Linked DNA regions of Oryctolagus cuniculus: regions 2, 3 and 4 are each linked to region 1. The links are chromatin contacts, called in public Micro-C maps. All regions are on one chromosome and are shown on one strand. The core of a region is the stretch at or near the end of the contact, and the rest is flanking DNA. Distances in the headings are between cores, read along the strand shown. Region 1 has its middle 190 kb from the start of ETAA1. Region 2 holds the start of MEIS1 (Meis homeobox 1). Region 3 has its middle 140 kb from the start of MEIS1. Region 4 overlaps LOC127488421 (a long non-coding RNA gene).

Region 1 (2,934 bases), core at 269-2,768:
TGAAAAAGCAGTAATTTGTGGGCTGCATTCTCTGCTGAGTAATAAGAAAGCAAAATCTCAAGCCAATCCCTTCCCTCCCTGGCAACCTCTTGTTTCATTTGCTTAAGGCAGCTAGAGGAGCCGGCTTCAGCTGCAAATAGTGTTGTAAAGCTTAGTCCAGGCCACAACATGAGACCAAAACAGTCAGAGATCTAGCAAAAATCCTAATTTGTTTACCCCCTTCTGACAAAGAGAAAGGTTTCTGTTTATTTCTGAGGCTGTGGCGCAATGTGGAGTTCAAGTGTTCTGACACTTTCACACACCATGCAAGGCTGTAGCCTGTTCATCCTTTATTAATTTCTTGGTGAATACATTTGGGTTTTCACCTCACGCCAATAAATGCAAGAAGGGATGTAGTTTTGACATTGTTTCTCTACCCTTGCAGTCCCCATAAGCATAAGTTGTCTCTCTGGCAGGCTAGTGGCTGCATATAAAGCCCTTGTTTACTTTATCTGAACATCCGTTTCATTTCTGCTTGATCTGCAGAATAAATGAAATGAAATAGTGTGGCAGAATTAGAATTGTGAGAGCCTGAAAAAGACATTTGGGTCACTGAGTAACTAGAAGTACCCTTTGTTTACATGTTTCTGAAGTTTCTGTCACTGCAGCTGTGTCACAGCTTGTAACAACTAATCCCTTTTTATTTGTATTTCACTTTATTTTATTTTGTATTAAAGGCACTTTTAAGCCATGTCTTCCAAATGTGTCGAGGTTTCATAACTGTCTTAATAGTGTATACACATTAGAATTACGCCAGCGAATTTCCTCCAAATCTGGGTTCTGTTAGAATGACTTTAAGAAGAGTTTGAAGGACAATTAAAACGTGTTAATCTGTATTTGAAAACTTGATCCGCTTAAAAATTGGTTTCCCATCCACTTAATTTGCCAAGGTTTCCCACATCGCGTAGCTGAGGTTCTCGCGAGAGGTCCGAAAAGGGCGCTGTGGGAGGAAATGGCTGCAGGAGGCTTGGGAATTTTGCTCCCTGTCAGGCCTTTGGGCTGACATCCTCTGAACATGGCTTAGGTCCTGCTTCAGGGAAAATGACGCACTGAAGGGCTGGAAATGGGGCTTAAGCAAGCGCACTTTCCACGCTCAACAAAGCCTACCATCATTTTACTACACACTTTGTGCACTTTGTGCGTGCTTTTAATAAACCGGTCCTCTAAATAAATAAATAAATAAATAAGTGAATAAATACATAAGTAAATAAATAGATTTGTTCTGCTTCAACTGGCTTACAAAGGGCTCAGAGGGAAAAAAAAATCTGTAACACCTCTTGGGGTTTGGGAGGTAAGTTCACGGTCCTGCATGGTGGCGGGGAGACGTGCGATAGCAGTTTGGCAGGAGGTGAGTGGATTGTGTCCCAGGCCTCCGGGAGTGCAGGCCGGAGCTTCCCGCCCAGCAGGGGGTAGCCGCGCGCCGGCCGCCGGCAGGGCCTCGCCTCCCGGGGCGGACGCCGGCCGTCCCCGCCGCGCTGCCCAGGGGTTCCTCCCCAAGACTCGCCCGGTCCCGAGGCGGCCGCCCGAGAGCTGGCGCCCCTCTAGGGGAAGCCCGGTCATCTGCCCCGGGCTGGCAATCAAAGTGGAGGGGGGCAGCTTTCACTTTCCCTTCCCATTCTGTTCTCCCACCCAGGGGGCAGAGGCTCTGAGCTCCCTGGGAAGGGAAGAAGAGAGACGCATAGGTCGGGCCAGCAGCCGTGTGTGTGTGTGTGTGTGTGTGTGTGTTTAGTGTACGGGGGAGTGTGTGGCGTGTATGTGGTTCCACTGGTTGAAGTGTGTGATGTATGCGTGCGGCGTGTGTGCAGCGTGTGGTATTTGTGTAGGCTGTGTGCATATGGTGTAAGGGCGTGTGCATGCGCACCGAGAGAGAACCTGGGAGCCAGCAGGTGAGCCCGAGGCGGACGGCGAAGGGCGGAGGCCTGCGTGGAGGGGGCTCAGGAATGATTGCTGGACTGCCTGGGAGAAAGAGAAGCCCTGATGGATGGAGAGGGACAAGGTGGGAGGAGGCAGAAAGGAAAAAACACTTGGAAGGAAACCTGTGTTATCTGCTGCTGTAGACGGAGCTCGAGCCCCTGTCGCTGCTGTGTCCACGGAGAACTCGCCAGCCTCAGATCTCCCAAACCTCACCTTACTGCTTCCCACCCAGACCCTTTTCGGTTGACGCTGCTTTTCTTTGTTCTGTTTTCTCCCAGTGCAATGAACCCTTACATTATGGGCTTCTGTTGTAGTTCTAACCTCTAATACACAACCATTACATCTTATCTCGTCTTCTAAATTACACTCAAATCCAATTATAAAACCCTCTCTCCTTCAAGAGCACACAACTTGCCACATTACTGAGATGCTGGGCTGCTCTTTTGTTTTTCTAAATTAATAATAACTACCATTTTCCGTCTGCTCTTATCATAGGACTCTTTTATATCACCAAGCAGCTTTCCAAAATGCACGTTATGATATTTTTTGCATCTTTGCTGGGCTACGAAACAGCTAAGGATGATTTTCCAAACATTCATAAAAGATCTGTCAGTTGGTTTTTTAGTATCGAAACATTTGAAACTCTACAATTCTTGATGGGGGAAATATTTAGCAATTTATCAGCTAAAATTTCACTATTGCTTCCTATGTTGGAGTGAAATAGAAATTCTATCACTTTTAAGATTTTAAAAGGTTTGGATGGAATTTGTTAAAATTTTTGTGGATTGAAAACTTAGTCCTACTAAGGTTTCAAAAATACAAGTAAGCTGTAATCCAGTGCCCCACCGTGAGTTTCTTGAATCTGCAAGAGGGAAGTGACTGTCTAAAGGTAAATTCAACCTTATAAATTACACAAATCATTCAGTGAAAGTGAACCTGCAAAAAACACTTTAGGGAAAATTTTAACATCACCAAGAATAT
Region 2 (2,934 bases), core at 227-2,726, 800 kb after region 1:
CGGCCTCGGCCTCGCGCGGGCCTGGAGGGGCCCCGCGCCCCCAGCTCTCTCCCCGGCGACGCCCTGCTCCTTTGCTGACCACACTTTCCTGTCCCCCCACCACCACCCACCCCACACACTCGGTTCGGCGAAAACTCCCAGTGCCTGAGGAAAAGGATCCACTTCGGGAGCCGAGGTTTGCAGACAAAAGCTGCCGGTACCCAAACTCGGAGGCTCGGCGCCTCTGGCTTTAACTTTCCCCCTGCGAATACCTATTCTCTGGGCTTAGTCATTTCCCCCCTTCTCTTTATTGTGGCACTCTGAGGTGGCCCTTTACAGTGCTATGTAATGGTGTTATTTTCGAGTTTGCTGCCCGCCGGGCTCCGGTCTGCTGAGAGGGCTTGGCCGCAGCAGCTCGACCGGCGCCGGGAAGCCTCCCATCCCCGAGCGGGGCTCGCAGCTCGCTCGGCTCCGAGAGGAACCCCCGCCCCCACCCCCCAGCCGAAGCCTCGCCGAAAACTCCCCCTGCGGTCGGCTGGAAAATGAACTCACCCAAATCTCGGTGGGCAGCCGTGGCGAAGGGCTCGGCCAATCAGGAGGCGCCCCCGCCCAGGCGGCCGCGCATTGGCTGCGGGGAAAATCAATTATCAAATAATCGATCAGCAGGGAGCTTCGATCTGCCGGGAATGCAAACCGCCAGCCCCGATTCCCGCCCCGAAGGTGGCCAAAAGGCTGACTCCCTCGAAGCGGCGGGCGCACGCGCCCCTCACCCCCACCCCCGTCCTGCGGCCCGGGCCGCGGCCCCAGCCCTGGCCCCTAAAGGGGCGCAGGGGTGGGGGGCAGAGTTTTCAGCCAGAGCGAGGGGGCTCCGTTCTGGCGGAGACGGTTTGGAAAAGGTTAGGCGCTCGGAGGTGTGCAGCAGCCAACTCTTAGGCGCCAAGTAGCAGGGAAGATGCGACCCGAGTTTCCGTGGAGTGGGCTTGCGACAGCGGGCACCAGGGCGAGCGTCGGACCCGGGGTCCCGACCGGGTCCCCGCCGCGCGCGGAGCCTCCCCGAGGCGATTCCTGTGGCTTCCTAAAGCCTCCGCACGGGTCGGCGCCGGCTGAGCCGCCCCGAGAGGGCAGCGTTTCCAGCAGGCCGAGCCGACGAGCCCCGCAGCCTCCCCCAGCCCCCCGCCCCAGTCCGCTCCCGGTGTGCGCCTGGAAGACAGGGCTGGCGCGGTCCACCCAGAACCGCTCTCTCCTCCGAAGAGCCACGGCTGCTTTCCGTCGGTTCCAAACGTCCTCGGGATCCCTCATCTCTTGACTCGCCCCCCCATCCCCCTCAGACACACGCCTTTTCTTCTTTTGTCTGGCACACTCAAGTTTTAGGATCTCTTACTTTTTACGTCGCATACGTGTGTAGTTTCCTGGCACAAACTCCCCGACGCCTCACTCGGAAAGGGAAGGCAGGCCCCGGAGTCAAAGCCTGGGGGTCGGGGGGTGAGGGGCAGCCAGGTGGATGACCGGCGCCTGTGAGCCCACGCCTGACCCCTGCTCTCCCCACCCTCGCGGCATGAACTTGGAAGCAAATTTCAGGCCAATTTCAGGGTCTCGGGGAGGCGATTTCTGTCTTCTTCCTGGGGAGTGGCGCTGGCTGGGCCAGGCAGCACAAGCCTTTCCCAAGTATGGAGAGGACCGGGCCGGCCCGCAGCCCGCCGGCCTTCCCCACCACCTGAGCGCCTTCGACGGCTGCCTGCGGGGCCGTGCGCGCCGTCTCCGCACCCGCGCTCCTGGGAGCGGGAGGGGGACCCGAGGGGGACAGGGGAGGGCGTCGAACCAAAGCCTGACGTGGGCACGGCTTCGCTCACGGCCCTTATGTGAACTGCGAGGGAGATTGTGTAATTTAACTGAGGGAAATTTACTGCGAAATACACTTAGACGACCATGATCTTTACCAGCCCTTAGGGGTTCTCAGCAGACTTAGGTAACCCGGCCGGGCGTTCCCTCCGCTCAACCCTCCACGTTTTCACATTAGGAAAAGGGCAGTTTGTTAATATACGGAATATACTTTTTTAACAACAGGATTGGCTTCGTGTTATTGCTTTCCAGCAAATAATATCTTTTGTTTTCAGCAGAGATTAAAAACGAAAAAAATTCAAGTAAATCACTCTTTTCCAACAACCGGAGCCTTCAAAATAGTAGGCAGACTTGGGTGCAAACCATGGTATGCCAGGTCACCTTAAAAATGTTCTTTAAATGTCGTACACACAGATTTTTCTTACAGAATGGAACAGTTTGAGTTTGTGAGCTTAAAATAAACTTACTGGTTGTGAAAAGTGTCTTCTTCCCCACTATCCATTTGTAACTGTGAACCCAATGCTACTTCTAGGCCTTTGTACAATTAATTCTAGACAATCAAGGGGCTGAAACACTTTTACAATGTAATTACAGTAGTACAAATTGTTTGCCCAAACCTCATTCTGGATAAGGATTTTACAATTAGCAAACAGTTATTACAGTTGGGGCTTGCCGGGAGAAATTGCATGGAGGGTGTCTAGAGTTTTAACATAGGAGCCATAAAAGTTAAAAAAAAAAAAAAAAAGGGATACCTCCTTCAACAGGGTAACAATGAATCATCTATTAAAAGGAATAAGTGAAGGGCCAAGTCCTAGGTGTCAGTGAGAGCGGATGAGACGTTCCTGCTTGCTATGTGACAGCACCTATCCTAAGCATGGATCGTACACTTTCTTTTCTAGGCAAGTGAACTTTATTCTGCAGCATCTTGACTTGGTGAAGGCCCTTCCATTCTCTGCTCCTCCTTCACCTCCTCGGGCACCTTCCACAGATAGAGAAGGAGTACTAAAAAGAGGCGTTCTGGGCCCTTGGTCTCTGCTGTTTCTCCCCTCCCAAGGGAGGCATTTGAGGCCAGCGGAGCTCCTCTGGGCTGCTGGCCTCCTCTGGGGGTAAACTCCC
Region 3 (2,934 bases), core at 248-2,747, 660 kb after region 1:
GGGTACCTTCCAAGTGGCTTTAAGAGGGCCCCGGTGAGCAGCCGCCCCCGCTTCCACCCCCCCCGCACAGACACCCATGCCCAGAGAGGTGGGTGAGGTACAGAGACGCGAACCAGCGATGCGAGGATACCCGCGGCTGTCAGGGGCTGGAGGGAGGCAAGAGGCTCAGGATCCTGTCACTTTGGGGCGAGGGGGAGGAAGAACGTGTCGAGGTGCCAGGCAGGCCTAGGAGGAAAGGCAGATGGGAGGGGAGGGGGAGAGCGGGCCGGCACAATCCCACCCCTTCCAGGAGGTCGCTAACCCGGAGAGAGCGCACACAGGGCTCCTGACCCCTGCCGGGCACGCCTTGGCTTGGAGCTGGGGACCCCCGCGCGGCGCGCCCTGCCACAAGGTGGGACCCGCCTCAAGAGCGGACCGGCGGGCGGGAAGCAGGTGACTTTATTCACTGCTTCCCCAATCCGCGAGGTCCCGGGACTCATTTTCCGCCTGGAGATTAAGATCATTGCTCGCGTAATGAACTTAATGCTTTAGGGTAGAGGTGAGTGTGTCTGCGAGTGGGCAGGGGTAAGAATTACCGACCCGATCGATGGGAGACTGGCTTAAAAGTAAATCCTTTCCCTCCGGGGCTTTACCGGCAGGGTTTCCCCGTCCTGGGTCGAGCGCGCCGGGAGGGCGGCAGGCAGCGCGCGGAGGGGCGACCCGGGGACGCGGCCAGCCGGGGCCAAGGCCCTCAACACGTTCCCCTACGTCCCTACCGAGACCCCCGGGGTATCATTTTTTAGGGCAAAGACGCTTTAAAGCTCAAACATTGGCGAACTGATTGCTCAATATGTTGTTTGTTTTTCCTTTCAGCTCCGCCTTGGGAGAGAATGTTTCAGACGCGCTGGCTGGCGGATCGCGCGGAAAGGGGACCTCCCCCGCCCTTCCGGCAGCCCCCAGCTCGGGCCCCGGCCCCCCACCCTCCCTCCCTCCCTGCCCCTTGCTGGGCCCTGGGATTCCCAGCCTCGTGGAGAGGGTGCACCGTGGCCACCCTAAGGGCTTCGGGACGCCGAGCAGCCAGGCGTGCGCGGCGTCACCGGAGAAGGGAGTGAGTGCAGGGAGAACGCCCGGCCAGGCGGAGCGCCCCCTCTATCCTGTTCCAGGTTCTCCTATGGCGTGCAATACGCCTACCCCGGAGCTCCGCGAGGGGCTGCCGGGATCCCAAAGGAGGGGAAAGTTAGCGGAGCTTTGCAAGTGCGCCGAGGGAGTTCGGGCCTAAAGCGCCCGGGAGAGGCCCAGAGCTCTCTGCTGCGGCTCCCCCCACTCGCCCCCGCCCCAGGGGCCCTGCCCGAGCTCCAGGTGCCCTCCGGTGCCCAGGCTCTCAGGAGCACGCTCCCAGGGCCTGCGTGGGCCTCGGGAATCCGGACAGACGTGGCAGAGTCCAGCACAAAGCACCCCGAGCGCTTCCGAGGGAAAGACACCCCCTTGGAGGTGTCTCTCCACACCTTTCCGTGCAGACCCCGGCCTTTCCGGCGTCCAGACACAAAACCGACCGCGTCCCAGCTCGACTTTCAGGTCGGGAGTGAGCAAGACGTGGGAGGCTACTGCAGGCGCCTGAGCAGCCCCTCCGTGCTCTGGGCCCAGGGCAGGGTCTCGTCGATCCACGCTCTGGGCCCAGGCCGGACCCTGTGCACTACGGGACCCAGGTAGCTGCGTCCGGGCCGGAGCTCCGCGCAGCTGCCCGCGGGATGCTCCCTGCAGTCGCACGGCCCGGCCCGGCCCGGGATTACAGGCATCTTCCCTCCGGCCCGCGGACCTGGAGGGCGCCGCCCACGCCAGGAACCCGGCTCGCCAAGTCTGCGCGCCGCGTGGGAGCCGCGCGCGGGGCGGGGTAGAGGGGTGGCGAGGGCTTGTTTTCCTTCTCCGAGCCTTTGGACTTCAGGGCGAAGTTTCCCGGTAGGCGCCTGGGCCCCGGGGTCGCAGCCTCGCACCGCCGCTGTTGCCCGCCCACCTCCCCGCCCCCGCGGGCCGAGCGAGCCGGAGCCGCACACCCGGCCCCGCGCCGCCCTCCCGGGGCTACCCTCCCCCAGCCCAGCCCACCCCCCGGGCTCGGCGGAGGGCGCCTCTCTCCCCGGGGCGAACCCTGTGGGCCCCGCTCCCTGCAAAGGAGACACCCGCCGCCTCCCGAGAAACTTCTAATACCATCCATACAGCTTTAATGCGTTTATAATTCGATAAGTGATTTCAATTTGAAATTGTTAGTAACTAATTTTATGGGTAATTTTTCCACATCAAATATTTAAGCATCAGATTAAGGGAGCCAGTTCCGACACAGGATAATCAGGGGGTTCCCCCCACCCCGCGCGCCTCCGCCTCCGCCTCCCTGCGGGTCCTACCGAGTCATTTTTCCAAATCCCCAAAAGGTGGCAGTCGAAGCTGACTTTCCTCCTCGGCGGCGCTGCGCAGGGCGGGGGCGGGGAGGGCGGGCAGGGGGAGGGGAGGGAGACACCGGGCGCTGCACGCACTTTTCAAACTCATTCTCGCACACGTTTCCCGTGCAGCACGAGCCAGAAGCGGCGGCGAGTTTCCGGGAAAAGTCCTGGCAGGAGAGAAAGTCCAATCATGCGCCTTGTGGCCTGGGGTTCCGCAGACGGGGGACACTGAGCGCTTGCAGACCCAGCCCCGGATCCGAGCAGAGGCGGCGGCAGCGCCGGCTTTCCGATATTTCTTTGTAATTTAACAGTAACGGAGAAATCCTATGTCACTAAGCAACTTGTTTCCTCGAGGACAGGGCTCCGCAAATTACATAATGGAGGGGAAGGCGGCGGGGGCGGGGGGAGCCGGGCGGCCCGCGGATGAATTGCCGAGCAGTTGCCAAAACTTTTTTTTTTTTTCCCTGCTGCTGCCGCGGCTGCCTTTGCTGCTGCCTTTGCTTTGAATGTGGGTAACTAGGAA
Region 4 (2,934 bases), core at 316-2,815, 560 kb after region 1:
CATTTGGAAGCACCTGAATTTTCAAACAGGCTGCTTCATAAATGGGCCACCCATATGGAAAATGAGTGGTGCCTCTCTGGAGTGCATGCACGAGTTCGCAGGGGAAGGCAGGAGAGGGCTGCTGAAGCGTGTGCAATGCCTGACACCGCAACACTGAGTCCCTCCTTACCAGGGCCACACCTTTGTGCATAAGCAAAAACGAAAACACAACTTCTGGTTGGAGCTGTTTCCAAATAACCTCCTCACTGGAAAAACTCGAGTTCATACTGAAAGACCCTGACCTACCCACTGACTAAGCCAAAAATAATCCAGCATCACAAGGCCACAATATTCACTCAGAACTTGCAAGCAAAGCAACCAGGACAAGAGTTTGGTCAAGCCTCCACAACTCAATTTATGTGTCAATAGAGCAAAGAGCTGTGGGGTATGTGACCGAGGCTGTGACTGGAAAGTTGGCGAAATGTCACCAAATGGCTTGTTGTATCCCTTTTAACATAAATCAATCATGTTCCCATGACGTTACCCATTAAAGCTATAATGATCTACTCCAATGATTACATTGTTTGATTGGAACTTTTTGTTTAACAAAAATCTTGTGGATAAGAAAGAGCATTGCCACAGCCCATCCTAAAGAGACCTGTGTGACATGTATTGAATATCGGTAATATTTGCATGAGAAAATGCACATGCCTAGCACTTTATAAACATTAACTTGTGTATTAGTATTGTATTACTGTTAAAGTCATTTGTCAGGCAATCAAAAGTAAAATTAATTCTACAACTGAACTTTGAAAAAATTTATAACGCAAAATTCACATAAACGTATTTTCTTTTCCATTTATGTGTGCCATTTTACTCTTGAAATCAAACATAAAATTCAGAGCAGAAGTATAAAGGAAGGCATTTGACTATTACATCAGTGCAAGCTGACTGCATAACGGTGACAACTTGGGCAAAAAAATGATGATGGGGAAAAGCTATGCTAACAGGGCTGCATTTCTAAAGTAAAAGGAAATACATAATAGTCTAGGAAACTAATTGTTGGATTGCTATCATTTTTGAACTTTTCTCTAAACTAGTGAAACTTCTGCTTTGTAAATAATATATGCCCCAAACAGATGCCACGGCATGAGGCATATTTAGAAGGATTTTGGGGACTACTACATCGCAGCTAAAACGCTTCCCTGGGTCTTTTCTGTTGAGATCCATTTGCCAGTGAAATAATTTTTTTCTCTAATATGATGTGGATCATAGCAACAGTGGGTTCAGATGTAACCATTTCGGAGCAGAGGCCTAGCTCAGTATGCCAGGAAAAAAAAAAAAAAAAACGCACCACAAAGAACATTGAGATGAATGGCTCTATTTTATGAGCCATAAAAGTTTTATTCATCTTGACACTGAAACAGGTTTAGGCAGTGAGTTGACACGCCTTAAATAAATAAGTGGAATTAATTCCCCGGCTCGGGAAACAATAGCAGCATGCATGCAGCACGGAGAAATGCCCCATTGTTTCCTGTGGCTGCCTGATATTGATATTATTTCTGTTTTGCTGTGCTGCTTCCTCAGGGGCCTGGTTGATCCACTTCAGATTCATCCCCTGTTTTATTAGAGGTTGAAAAAGGTTCAAGACCTGGTTGTACCACAGCTCCCACCGACAGCTAAGGAACCAGTTTGGCGTCTGGTTTGTCTGTTGTTTTACTGCTGACCTTCAAATCAACTTTAACCCCTGACCTCTGGAGGCATCTATCATGACAAGAGGCTGTTTAACACAAATGGTGCCCATTTATAGGGGAAGAGACTCCGAAGATTCCCTTTTTATGAAGAATTTAGTTTTTCACCCCTCTTTTCTCAGTCACCACAGGTGAAATCCCTCTTAGCAGCTGGCTTATGAAATAATCTGAAGGGAGGCCTTAATGAGCAGAAAGCACCCTCAGCTGGAGATAAATATATGCAAATGAGATGCACAAACAAAGGAGCCTGGACAGAGAAATATCTGCAATTCCAGCAAAATGCGGCCTGCAGCTCGAGGATGAACAGCTTTGATAAAATGGTAACAAAAAGCACCTTTTTCTCCTCCCGCGTGGTTTCCATTGCAACAGACCATTGTCCCTGCAGCCAGCGAGCAGGCAGAGGTTCTCTGCGCTATCTCAGGAAACTGTTCAAACATTTGTTTTAAGACATTCAGGAAATACAATCAATGGACTGCGTCTTTGTTGCTGTTGCGTGGGTTGGGTTTGGTTTTGTTTTTCCCTGTGTCCGATGTTCCTGTCGTGAGTTTACCTGTTGGTCTGCCTGGGGTTTGCTGCCGCTGTGTCGCTGTGCCAGCTCACATTTTGGTGACTGTTTTCTCCTTCCACTTAGAAAGATTTTTTGCGTTTTTTTTTTTTCATTTCCGTGGAAAGAGATTTCAAGTAATAACTAGTCAGAATCGGCTTTGAGCAGCACCCAAACAACTAGTTTTAATGATGGCAATCAAGTGTGTAGAGCTAATTCACAGACAGGCATGTAACATGCTGATTTTAATAAGCTTTAAAAAGGCAATCTCTAACTTTTAAAAGTCTCTTTTTAATTTAATCGTCCTTGGTTCATATGATGCCAAAACAAACAAAGCCATTAAAATATGTTTTCAATATGTATCCGCAGTGTTATTTGATGGTGTTTTAAATTAGCATCGTGTTGGTAAAATATTGATTTGATGAGCTTTAGAAGTAGAAAAGCTGAAATCATCAACCTGTTTTTGGGGGGTGGAGGGTGGACCACATTTTTCTCTAGAAATGAACAAAACCCCAGCCCCAAGGTGTCACCAGGGAGAGGCTGGACTCCGAGGCAAATGACCGCATTGGAGCATATGTGCTCTGTTTATGCAGCTAAGGTGAGAGATGAAACACTGCGCACGTCACATGTGTCAACATGCTATCAGTCTGAAAGCGCCAC

The links. A called contact is a pair of places that touch in the nucleus more often than the background predicts.
Region 2: a contact with region 1 is called in a Micro-C map of ear pinna, with 10 times the contacts expected there. The contact joins the promoter of MEIS1 here to the enhancer-like site in region 1. A contact is called at or near these places in 4 of 6 Hi-C or Micro-C datasets (ear pinna, embryonic fibroblasts, skin fibroblasts and 1 more).
Region 3: a Micro-C map of ear pinna shows a contact between it and region 1, with 8 times the contacts expected there. The contact joins two enhancer-like sites. A contact is called at or near these places in 2 of 6 Hi-C or Micro-C datasets (ear pinna and an unstated tissue).
Region 4: a Micro-C map of ear pinna shows a contact between it and region 1, with 6 times the contacts expected there. The contact joins two enhancer-like sites. A contact is called at or near these places in 2 of 6 Hi-C or Micro-C datasets (ear pinna and an unstated tissue).

The regions. Positions count from the first base shown.
Region 1 is chr2:135,429,748-135,432,681 of mOryCun1.1, forward strand. No RefSeq gene overlaps it. Among named protein-coding and RNA genes, the nearest start is that of ETAA1, 190 kb to the left of the region's middle. Within about 2 kb of position 1,519, at least 2 of the 8 cell types and tissues checked have an H3K27ac peak or open chromatin away from gene starts, as enhancers often do. A contact at or near this core is called in ear pinna, where this site is marked.
Region 2 is chr2:136,231,753-136,234,686 of mOryCun1.1, forward strand. MEIS1 (Meis homeobox 1) reads right to left here and starts at 1,477. Exons shown (of 12, transcript XM_051837800.2): 1 at 1,361-1,477.
Region 3 is chr2:136,086,999-136,089,932 of mOryCun1.1, forward strand. No RefSeq gene overlaps it. Among named protein-coding and RNA genes, the nearest start is that of MEIS1, 140 kb to the right of the region's middle. Within about 2 kb of position 1,498, at least 2 of the 8 cell types and tissues checked have an H3K27ac peak or open chromatin away from gene starts, as enhancers often do. A contact at or near this core is called in ear pinna, where this site is marked.
Region 4 is chr2:135,991,821-135,994,754 of mOryCun1.1, forward strand. It overlaps LOC127488421 (a long non-coding RNA gene), which reads right to left. Exons shown (of 2, transcript XR_011386912.1): 2 at 1,345-2,934. Among named protein-coding and RNA genes, the nearest start is that of MEIS1, 240 kb to the right of the region's middle. Within about 2 kb of position 1,566, at least 1 of the 8 cell types and tissues checked has an H3K27ac peak or open chromatin away from gene starts, as enhancers often do. A contact at or near this core is called in ear pinna, where this site is marked.